2 separate regions of the Mus musculus genome follow, and region 2 is linked to region 1. A link is a contact called in public Hi-C data. All regions are on one chromosome and are shown on one strand. The core of a region is the stretch at or near the end of the contact, and the rest is flanking DNA. Distances in the headings are between cores, read along the strand shown.

Region 1 (6,150 bases), core at 2,231-4,730:
GAAAGGCAGTGGTATTAGATAGAAAGTTGACTGGATGCCACTGTTATGGGATACTTTAGATACCTAAGATTTGATGACTCTTTCCCCTGAAATTTTCTACTATTATGAGAAAGGAGAAAAATGATGTCTTAGTAATTTTAGGTCAAAATATTCCTTGTCTTTTGGTTGTGAGCCTAGCCTATAATGGCTGAGGCATCTCTCTAGTCCAAATCCTCAGATGCAGAATATACATCACTGAGTAACCTCAGAAACCAGAGAAGTCTAAAGGGACCATAAGTTGGGGTGTGTATTGGGAGAGGGCTAACAGAATACAGGTGATGTTAAGTAGGGGATGGAATAACTGGGAAGAGGTCAACTGGAGAAGAGACTGGGAAGCCGATACCGAATGAGAAGGAGTGGTGAGGGGCTAAAAACACCAAGGTTGTTTGGAAAAAACCTTGAGGAATCATCTTATTTTTATTTACTTAAAGTTGTAATATATGGCAACAGCAATAGACATACTAACATGGAAGAGGAAAGGTTTCAAACGGTCACATTCCTTAAACAAAGAACTACAGGCAACTGATGACTATTGGCAGAAAGCGAATTAGCCTTTCCCTCTGACAAACCCTATTTTTTGTTGTACCATGCACAGAGGTCACCTTTCAGATCATTTGTGCAAAAATGGACCCAGTACATTGTGTGTGTATGTGTACAGAAACATGCATGCACAGACATACATTCATATATACATATGTATGTAACAGTAATAATAAAAAACTAAGGGTTGTCAACTTGAGAGTAAGGGTAGCTGGGAGGGGCTGGAGGGAAGAAAGGATGTGGAGAAAGATGTAACTGTTTCAGATTTAAAATGTAAAAATTCTGGAAGACTATTTCTATACATTTTCAGACTCTTGTATATTGTTAAGTAACACTCATTATTAACCTGTTGTTAGAGAAAATGTATCCTAACGCATATATACATATTTTTTCTTTCTCAGATCTCACAAAGACCTTCCTGATAAGTATTTTTCCCAATATATTTTCCGAATTGTGCATATAATTTTGATAACTCCTTTCTCTTTTTCTAGTGATATTCTTTTTTTTTTTAACTTTATGAGTGTGTCTATACAAAAGACATGTAAATGCCTGCCTCAACAGCACAAACCTTTTCAAACCAGGACAGCCAGGGCTACACAGAGAAACCCTGTCTCAAAAAACCAAAATAAATAAATGAATAGCATCTTAAATTTTGATTTAGGACTAGTCCTCCTTTCCCAAGGTTAGGCTTTAAAACCAACTGCAACAGCAACCATTGACCTCCACAGATACACAGATGTTCCCCTCTCCCACAACATAACTCCCTTTGACTTTTTAATAGACTTCGATAACCTCTGATACTTAGATTATATGATTCTGTAGTCTAATAATTTCTGGCTATACATCAACAGCATTAAAGCTGATAAAAGATTTTTTCCTAGGTTGGATAGCAAAGTTAAACCATTCTAAAACAATAACATCTTAGGGCCAAATACTTTGCTATCTTTTTAACATGCCACAAATCAGAAAAAAATTGTTTGTTTGGTCAGTTTGTTCTTGTTTTTAAAGAAAATGGGATGTAGATCTGAAAATGGGGTGATTTGCAAGAGTTGGTTTTCTTCTCCTTCCATACAGATATCATGGATCAAAAACCCAGGTTGTCAGGCTTGGCATCAAGTGTCTGTAGCCACTGAACCATCTTGCTGGGCCCAGGTCGGGCAAGTTTTAATGGGAAAAAAGCAAAAGGAAAGGGATTCAGGACAGGGGTCCCTAGAAAGTCATTCCAATTGGTGGTTCCTTAACCTAGGAGATGTCACAGGATTAAAAAGGAGAGAGAGAGAAAGAGAGAGAGAGATCATTTCTTCCACAGCATAATTCTCTCATTGACTCTTTACTAGACTCTGATAACTTCTATAACTTAGATTATATGATGCTGTAGTTTAGTTATTCCTGACACACATGGGTATGTATGTTAGAGACCAATATCTGATGTCTTCCTTGACCACTCCCCACCTTATTTTATTTTAGCTTTCTGAGACAGGTTTCTCACTGAACCTGGAGCTCGCCGATTTTCTAAACTGCCTTGTCACTAAGCTTTTGGTCTCCTCTTTTGTCTCTTCATCCCCCAAACAGGTTGATGGGTATGCATAGCCAATCCTGGTTTCTAATATATGACTAGGAATCCAAACTTAGGTCCAGGTGCTTGCACCTTAATACTCTACCCACTGAGCATCTCTGTGTCCACACTTTACAAAATGTTAAGGATGTTTATACTGTTCATTTTTTTCTTCAGATAAATGTACCCAACAATTACTAATTGAACTTGTCTGTTCATGTCAACCATTAATGGCAGCAGAGTGAGACCTAAATTCAGTTGGGTGACTGCGAATAACATGCTTTTTCCATTCTCATCCCGATGAGGCCAGGTGGCCTCCTGTCTGGGGAAGCATGTGGTATAACTAAATCAGCAGGCACATTTTAGACCAGTTCCTATATCTTGGGGATGCTCTAATTCTCTATGAGCCTATCAGTTAAAGGGTAACAGCGCTTGGATGCTGGTTTATTTAGGATCTTGGGCATAGAGGTCACGGTTTCTTTGGAGAAGACTTGTCCTCCACTCTGATCCCAGCTGTTGGGATAAAAGTCATAAAGATAAAGGATCAGCTTCCCTCTTTCTGGAAGAAACTTGGTGACCAAGTGGGGGGTGCAAGTGATGAAGCCTCAGCAAGTTTAGCTGTAGCCCCTAATGTTCTTCTTGTCCGTTGGTCATAAAACTGACTAACATTACCGACAGATCTGGACTTGAAATCCTGACATGAACAATTAAATTCTGTATTTATATTCCTAGCAATTTCATCTTGTCATTTGTGGTTTTCTTCAAATTACAAAACAATTAAATGAAGAATTTGGCAAAGAAGTCGAACCAGATGCAAGTTGCTTGTCCCCCACCTCCCTCATGTTCCCTTTTAATAGCAGGAAAGGGAATGTAATTTAAGTCTTCCTAGCTCTTCAGCTGTGGAACAGCTGAACAGGCATCCTGAAGGAGAAAGTGTCTCTTTCACTAAAGAGTGTGATGTAGTGTTTTATCTGCAGTGTTGAAGAGGAAAGCCCTTGAAGTACTGAATTCCCTAAGAGAAATGAAACACATGCAGACTCCAAGCACAGCATTTATTATCCTGACACTGCGATTTAGTCCACAAAAGGCACAAGAAGTGTCACTCTGGTCTACCTTTGATAGTCACACACACACACACACACACACACACACACACACACACACACACACACACAGTGTATTCTTCCAAAATGCAAATAACCTGAAAGCTAATTCTTAAACACAAACTAATATCTCATATCTGAATGGACCTAATAGATGCCAGATGACATAATATTACCCTATCCATTTAGATGAAGTCTCAAAGCTTTATTTTTTTCTACAGCTGAGTATGTAAGATCAGATGCATTTTATATGACTCACACTCTCTTTAGCCAGCTCATTATCCAGGAAGAGAACTTATTTTTTGATGGGTTTAAGCTTGCTACCTGCACAAGTTCATTATCTCTCTTTAAAAGTCCTTCAGGAGATAATGTTAACAAGGGATATGAACAATAATCTTGAGACTTTTATGGAACCTTGAAGGATAAAGTCCAAACTGTTTTAAAGCAGAATATCTCCAAACTGGTGTTCACATCCTGGCAATTTAAAGACTAGTTTTTGATTATATATATTATCAGCAAATAAGACCTGGGTTTGGAAACACACACAGACACACACAGACACACACAGACACACACAGACACACACAGACACACACACACACACACACACACACGCACACGCACACGCACACACACACACACACACACACGGGTAAATAATTCCTCTTAGGGAATTCCTCATGGGTTCTTGTGAGTTAATATATGGAAAGCTCTCTTGGAACAGCTTTCAACAGAGGGGATAGATAGAGATGTGTGATTATGAGTGTGCGTGTGCATGTGTATAGAAATGGAGAAATATATTGCACCCTCTTTTAAAATGTTTTGTTTTAATATGTGTAAGTATATGTCTCTGTATGGGAATATTTGAACATGACTGCAGTTGCCTGTTGAGTCCTGAAGAGGACACTGAATTGCATGGAGCTGGAGTTACATGTGGTTATGCACCCCACCCCCAGTACTGTAAGTGCTGGCATCCAAACTCTGATCCTTTGCTAAAGCAGGAAATGCTGTTAACTCTGGAGCCATCTCTTCATCTCCTCTTATCTTTCTTTATGGCTTATACATGTATATATATATACATACATACACATATATGCACCTATATATACAAATATGCACCTATATTCATATATATGCCCTTGAAATAGTTCTATCTATATATTCTATGTATTAATGTATCAACTGTCCTATCTCTGCTGAAACTAATCCTGTAAAATTTATGAATTTACCTTACATTTTCTGACAATAGCCCACTAGGATGCAATAGCCTCTCTCTCTCTCTCTCTCTCTCTCTCTCTCTCTGTGTGTGTGTGTGGGAGAGAGAGAGAGAGAGAGAGAGAGAGAGAGAGAGAGAGAGAGAGAAAACAAAGAAAGAAACAAACTCTGGGACCGTTAACCTCTCCTAAGGAAGATAGCCAGGGTGGGAAAACACCAGCCTCACAGCACCTGACTTATCAGTTCTTATCACTGGCTGGGAACTTGACTCACCACGGGAGCAAAGATAAGTCATTCTCTCTGTAGCAAATGGTCTCATCTTTAAAAAGAATGAAAAAATGTCATGGCATCCCCTATGGATTATTGTGAGATGATGTATGGATATTGCACTGGAGAAGTTCTGGAGAGAGGGTAAACATGGTGGGAGAGCTGTCTGTCACAGACACGAGAGATCATGTTAGCTGTAGCCCCATTGCCTTTGATGACCTGTGGGATTTGTGGTTTCTTCTCTTGTGCCCACCAGATTTAAAGTTAATGCTTGTTATACGCAACCCTTACATATCCCCTGGTATTTCTACTATTCCTTTTATATTTCATTTTCCTTTCCCAGATTGAATGCCTTGTATTTAAAAAACAAAACCACATTTTTCCTATAAAAGTATTGCATGATCCAGATTTTAAATTTACAAAATTCAGATAAGTACAAACATATTATACACCATCTCACTCATGGGTGATTATGTCTTTTCAAGTTTGTGTTTGTTTGTTTGCCGTGTATATAGCTTCTCACAGCAGCCATCATGTGTTCAAAACACATCCAGGTCCAGGGTTAGGAAAAGTTTACAGGGAAACATTTTCAGGGAGGAGAGTGCAGCTGAGAATTTGCTATCAACAAGGTAATTCTAAGCATCCATGGGTCAACACCGGTGCCTTCTATAAAGGGTGAAAATGGTATCAAAAGTCAGCTGCCGCAGTTCTGCCTGGCAGGTACCACAGCTGAAGTTGCAGGAAGTGATGCGCTCTTGCAGAAGGAGAGCCCTGGACCTGAGATGTGAGGAAAACAACTGAATCACAGTAACTGTCATGCCTCATCACCAAGTCAGCATTTGCAGTGGTCAAACTGGGTCTGTTTGTCTTGGCGTGGACAAACTAAACTTGTGTCACTCATGGAGCAGACATCTACCAAGTTAGAAACACTAGGACAGGCCGTTTCTCTGATGTTTTGCTTTCAACAGGACCGATCTGTAATTATTTCTCCAAACAAAAGGAAAGTGTTTGACAGAGACATTTAAAGACCTAAAACAACTTTCTTATAGGAAACACATGGTTCTTCTCTGAATTAAAACACACAATTATGCTAATAAGAGGCCACTCAGCAAGTGGAATTTGTTAGTAATTTGTTGGGGGGAGGTGATCACAAGGTAAGAGACAACTGACTTTTGTTAGCTGTCCTGAACAGATGCCAAGAGAGCCAAGTCCAACAACTCTGTCCTTAAAATGACCCTATTATACACACAGGGGAAGCATCCTAGGGCCTCCAGGCACAGGGCAACATTGAGCATTAGAAAACAGAATAAAAATGAATTTCTACTCTGCCTCAGTCTTTTCTCACCTAAGTGAATTTGATTACATAGCTCAATGTAGACTTGAAGGCAGATGGGTGCCAGTGTGTCTCCTGTCATCTCAACACATTTCCCA
Region 2 (6,150 bases), core at 1,463-3,962, 120 kb after region 1:
CGTAATGATCAGAAAGTCCATATTACATAAAAACGTATTGGGGATAATGTGTATGCATGCCTTTATATAGATACAGAACACCAACAAAAGGGAGTATCGGGTGCTGTATTGGAGCCCTTTCACCCTAGCAGTGGCTCCCAGTCTGCCATAAGGAGCCAAAAAGTTGAATATAGAGATCAAGACCCCAGCAGCAGCGATTCTGATGTAGTTGGTAAGCATGATATCTTAAGATTCTGTGGTGTTAGAAGCCCCATTCCTCTGAGTCTCCATGAGGGTCAGTAAAGAGCACGCAACCACAGGAATAGCCTTTACAATGAATTTTGCCTTAGATGAAACTGAGTTTTGGCTTGCAAGAATCCATGATTTTTGTTTTAATCTAGACCTTTGCCACTGGGAGTAAAACCACTCCATCTATTAAATCTATGCCAAAGATTAATCTTAGGGAAGTATAGTCGTCCTGTGCAAAGACAGAGGTTTAAGGTGATGCTGTAAGAGTGAACAACTATATTCCCAATACTGCTCAACTCCGAGTCATAAAACCAATGTAAAGAAAGAAACACCATACAGCCCTAAAAGGAGAAAGCCAAGTTCTGAAACTCTAACCTGCCAGGAAAACAAAGCAGAATACACTTATGAGTGGAAAACAAAACAAGTGACAGGGTGACACATAGAAAAGATTCTTTTTTTCATGAAGAAACAAGCTCTCAGCCTCAAGAGAAATCAACACAGATTGCGTCAATAGACTGTGATTCTCAAATCAACAGTTCTTGAATTCATAGCACAAACTCAAAACGGACAAGCATCAAATGATTCCCCAAGCCCTAAAAGTAAGAAGAAATAAGACAAAGGTATGGTTTTTACTTCATCTTCTTCAATATTTAAATGTTTAAAAACATGATATTTGCTCACCAGACACACCCTCTCCCCCCACTCTCATTGCCTCCAGCCCAAATACGTATCTAAAAATGACTACAGTCATCCTGGCTGTGTTTCTTCACAGATCAAAAACACTCTGCATCTTTTCCATTCAGCATTCCACGAGAGTGCCACAGAGCCAAGTTCAGTGTGTGGGAAAGTGCTTTGTGTGTGTGTGTGTGTGTGTGTGTGTGTGTGTGTGTGTGTGTATGTGTGTAGTTGGTTGCAGTTACAAGGGACCCTCCCTTTGGTAACAGTTTAACACCCACGTGCATCCTCAGGAAGGGCAAAGGGAAAAACTAGAGTTTAAAAAAATGCTTTAGAAATGTGAAGCAGATCCCGCTTCCAAAATTCTTTTCCCTCACATTCAAAAATGACATCAGGCATGTTTCCATGAGTTTCTGCTGGTTTTAATAAAAGAAAGGGTGATTCTGTCCATAGAAAAAGTTGGATGCTGGCAGCCTAGATCTCATCAGAAATAAGGCTCTGTTCAGGGGGTGCCATTGGGCTGACAGCATCCGCAGGAAAAGTCATGATGCTTGAGTTTATGTCCTTGTCAGAATTCATACAGGAATCTTGGGGCCATTTTGAAATGTTAGACTCCTAAGGGGGGTAGGGGGAAGGAAACAAGCAATTTCCATATTCATGGAAAATTGGCACTTCCTCAGTGATTAGGAAAAGAATGAAAATTCCATTCACAAAAGAGAAAAGTAGTTAATTTCCTGTAATTTTACGTTTGAAATTTAACTTGAAGCTTCAGTGCGCTTAAGTGGCAAAGCAGACAAATTCAGTAACCGCCATGCTTTATGGTGTTTCAAGAGGCAGCAAGAGCTTGGGCAACTCATGACAATTTTAGGGGCATTTTTGACTATGTTATAGCCCAGTGCTTCTAGTCAGCCTTTATTGATTGATCTTTCTCTGAAGGACTGAATGAGTCAGTACTATATAGATGGATAGATACAGTCTTGTCAACTCCACACGCCTGCTTCAGAATCCTTGGACAGCCAAGATTGTAACAGCTTTATTCTTAAAGCCACGTAACCTCAAGGATGTCCCTAGAACTTCCTGTGCCGCTGTATTATCTATCATCTGCTAAAATATGAATTAAAATACATGCTTATCTGATAGGTCTGGGATTAGGATAAATGATAGGCTATACAATAAGGCATTTCAAAGTTAAAGGACCTTGCACAGAAGCAGAATAAAAATGACAGCAACTAGGGGTAGGGAATGGGCAGTTAAGGACACTTGCTGTTCTTGCGAAGGACCCGACCCACGTTTAGTTCCTAGTGTTTACACAGCAGCTTAAAACTCTCCAAAATTCCAGCTCCAGAGATCTGAAGCTCCTAGGACACTCTGCAAAAATCCACAGAGAAATAGCCACAGTGATTACATGGCTCCTTACCCTATAATCAGAAGGGCCCACTGGGCTAAAGAGTGTTCTCTAAAAGGCTGAAACACCCGGTTGTGAAACAGAAGTCTCAGGATAAAATATAACACAAAACTAAAAATACACACATGACTCTTTCAACCTCATGCATGAATTCTAAGTTAGGGAAAAAGAAAAAAAAAAGAAAAAAGAAAACCCACATGGTTGGGAAATAATTAATGTCACAGGAGGAAAGAAAAAACAAACAAGGTCAAAAGAGAGATGGATCCTGTCCACAAGCCCTTCATGTCATAAACAACTCTTACTTCACAAAAGTCGATGAACAAACTTTCCATGTAAGCACTGGGTGGGGCCCCGAGGTCCTTACTCAAATAGAAAGCTATTTGCTGTTTTACAAAATATTCCAGGCGAAAGTACACGCTTCAGACAACTTTGCTTAGCACAAAGTACAATTGACAAGCAGTTGCAGAGAAGCTAAATAAGCAAGCTAGTGTTGAGAATGTGTAAAGCACGGGCCCTGGAAATCTGTGGTATGGACAGATTAGTCTTCTCTATGCGTGCCAATGAATGGCTAAAGTGAGCCAAGACAGGCATGTCCAAGGTGGAAGTATTTAAGTAAACCGTTATGGGCAGTCCTGTGAGCGAGCACCTAGGCTGTTCTCCAGACCAGCATTACCTCCTCCATATGTGCACAGTCTGAGGCCTAGCATTTTATTCTCCATTAAGGCTATGCTTAGCTTCCCCCACTCCTCACATGAGCTGAGTTCTTTTCTCTCCATGGCTTTATCAGTCCTGTCCTTTCCACTTTGAACAGGACCAGTTTCATAGCATCCTGTCTTCTGACCTCTGCCTATGGTTGTCTTGGAGTCATACAATAAATCTCCCTGTCCTGTGTATGTATGTGTGTATGCGTGTGGGTGTGGGTGCTGTTTGGTTCCCAACAGGTTTTCCTTAATTGTGTTTGTTCCTTAATCCTCCCATCCCTTGTGATGCATCTTCCATACTGTAATCTCTCCAATCGTCTGCCCTCATTTCTATTCTGTAAGTTCTCATTCTGGAGAGCTCATTCGTACCATGTACAAAGATAAATATCTTGTATGTATTGTTTAATTTGACATTAACTACACTCTGAGAGGCCCTCATGTTATTATTCTCATTGTAAAGAAGAGGCAACCGTGGTCAAAGAGGGTAACTATTCCACGATAACATTTTCAGGCCATGGGTCAGGACTGTTACTTGTGGAGACCAGAGCATATTTCAGCTGGTTTGAGCTGGAAATACTTAGAATTTATGACTCCCTGAAGCTCCCAGAAGGACAGAGAGCTGGCTTTGGGTACGAGATAGCACACATATTCACGAGGAGGTCATATCACATCTCTGGCTTCACTGCCCATCAATCAACCCTGGTGATACAGGAGCCTGGTCACTACAAATAACACTGCAGCTATCTGAGGATGACAGAAGCTTCCACTTTTCTCTACCCAAGCATTTCCTCAAAATGCCCATCCATGCCTCCACATTTTACATGGATGCCCTGGGTGTAAAAGATTCTAGGCAGTGCTACCTTTAACTGACAGCCTTATAGTTTTTTTGTAATGGACACTGAGTTCACTGTCTGACAAGAGACTCATTTGCTTTATACAGAGCATGAACCAGCAAGAGTTCAGCCCCTGCTTCAAAGTCCACATATTGAATTTTTGTCCTATCCCATCTTAAGAGTTGTTTGGTAAAACTTAGTATTCTCCAGCTACTCAGGCCCACAGTTCTTGAACTGCACAGTCTTTCTAAGTTCATTAGAACAGGAATACTTACCCGAGAGCTATGCTATACCTTAGATCTCTGGGCTCCTTGTGGTCTTTTGTCTGCTTTGGAGATGAAAATCTCTAGCAAGGGATATAGCTCAAGTAGACAGAAGTATCCCCTGGCTTTGAGAAACCAGAAATAGACCAAAAAAAATGCAAAAGGAAAGAGTTGAGAACATTTGGTTTAAGTGAAAATGATCAAAGATCAATTGTAGCGGTAACCATTCACTGGTAAGACATCTGACACACAAGAACTCTGATTTTTCTCAGGAACTTTAGATGGAAGTGATGCTGTCCCGCTTTAAGATGGAGGAACTATGGCTCTCACATAAGGAGAACTCTAAGAGAAGGTCTACAGTAGCAAGAAGTTGGGGCCAGGTCTGCTAGACACCTCTTTTGACTCCTTAGCCCATTTAAGTTAATGGCAATTAACTTAAATGTCTCCAATTTTCACCTTGCTGGCTCTACGGCCTTGTTTGCAGAATCTCTAAACTGGAGCTATTTGCATCTATCTGATGGAGTTATCAAGACAGTCAAATGAGATAATCTTACGTGGCATGTGTGGCCCATAACTGGTGGTAAAGAGAGTGGTAGTTGCTGGCTTTTGTTGCTGCTACTTGCTGCACTGTCATTGTCTCAGTTACTATTATGCCTCACTACCACCTCTCTGGAGAATGATATCCTAGGATGGAAAATTGCACCTTTGATGGAAATGCCAGAGATGCTCATTTGCACATAACAACCGTGATGCTGTGATGCGAGCCTCCTTTCTCTTGCTGGATTGCAGGGTTCCAGGTGAAGTACAGAGTCTTAAGGCTTTGAATTCCCTGGGAGATGGGCTCAGCCGGGCCCTGGCAGAGACCTGCCTTGGGGATGGAAGTCACAGATGCTTCCCAGCCGCTGTGCTCCCCCATTCTCACCCGACACAAAAGGCAAAGATGACTGACACCTCAAACAGCTCTGGAGAGTCTAACAACAATTTTCAACTTCAAACAGGCCACACATAAAAGTTGAAGCCTTTTGCTACAAACCCAACCACTGGGAAATCACTGCCTGGCTGACATTAATTCCCTAGTCACTGTGAAGCTGCCACTGAAAAATGCAACTTATTTCACTCCAAGTCCTTTAACATTTCAATCTAGGGCATGGGCAACGTGGAGCAAATCCAGGTCAGGTCCTGCTTTAATCCCCAAACTGAGTATCAATGCCAAGTCCATGAGGAATTTAAGGCCAGAGGTGAGGAGAGAGAGAGGTGAAGGACAAGAAGTACTCATATCTTACTAGAATGTTCTCTCTTTACATAGCATCGATACATGATTTAGGTCATGATTATTATTGGGGATTTTTTCCCTGTTAAGGTTTGAGCCATATGTTATGTTCATATGACACTTTAGAGGCCATACAGTGGATCATTGTGTGTTTTCTTCTTTGCTCTATAAGGACTGGATAAGTTAAGTTTTATCAATGATGAAGTACAGAATAGCAAGAACTCCTGAGAACATCACTTATTATGTTTAAGGATATGTCCCCTCTGGAGAAAGCATTAATCACATTACCAGGCAATGGGACCCCATATCCATGTTTCTGCAAGTGACTTAATAAAACTTGTTTGGACACGCGCACACACACACACACACACACACACACACACACACACACGCACACGCACACGCACACGCACACGCACACGCACATGCACACATACACACAAACATGATGTGAAAAATAGAAGGTATTTAGTTGTAGAAAGGAAGAGAGGGTACCTCAGTGGGAGGGGCTGAGAAAGGGTAATTGCAATTGAACATGATCAAAATACATTGCATACACATATGAAAATGTCGTAATGGAAACTGTTATTAATAATCACGTATAATTAATGTATGGTAATATAAGACTTTAAAATTTTGGAACAGTTTCCAGATCACTCAACTTTTGGACTTAAAACTGGAAAAAATTTTCCAAGCCTCAGTTATTGCAGTGGCATGTGACATAGGAACTGGGAGAGAGGCAAGTCCTAATCTCAGAAGACATTTTCCTCTGGTG

The links. Hi-C and Micro-C count contacts between places; a contact is called where the count stands out from the background.
Region 2: a Hi-C map of the STO cell line shows a contact between it and region 1, with 1.8 times the contacts expected there. The contact joins two enhancer-like sites. A contact is called at or near these places in 6 of 484 Hi-C or Micro-C datasets (the STO cell line, liver, nephron progenitors and 1 more) and 1 of 115 datasets of contacts at active chromatin or transcription factors (liver).

The regions. Positions count from the first base shown.
Region 1 is chr11:45,081,806-45,087,955 of GRCm38.p6, forward strand. No RefSeq gene overlaps it. Among named protein-coding and RNA genes, the nearest start is that of Gm51859, 3.7 kb to the right of the region's middle. Within about 2 kb of position 3,481, at least 6 of the 459 cell types and tissues checked have an H3K27ac peak or open chromatin away from gene starts, as enhancers often do. A contact at or near this core is called in the STO cell line, where this site is marked.
Region 2 is chr11:45,198,584-45,204,733 of GRCm38.p6, forward strand. No RefSeq gene overlaps it. Among named protein-coding and RNA genes, the nearest start is that of Gm12159, 85 kb to the left of the region's middle. Within about 2 kb of position 2,713, at least 26 of the 459 cell types and tissues checked have an H3K27ac peak or open chromatin away from gene starts, as enhancers often do. A contact at or near this core is called in the STO cell line, where this site is marked.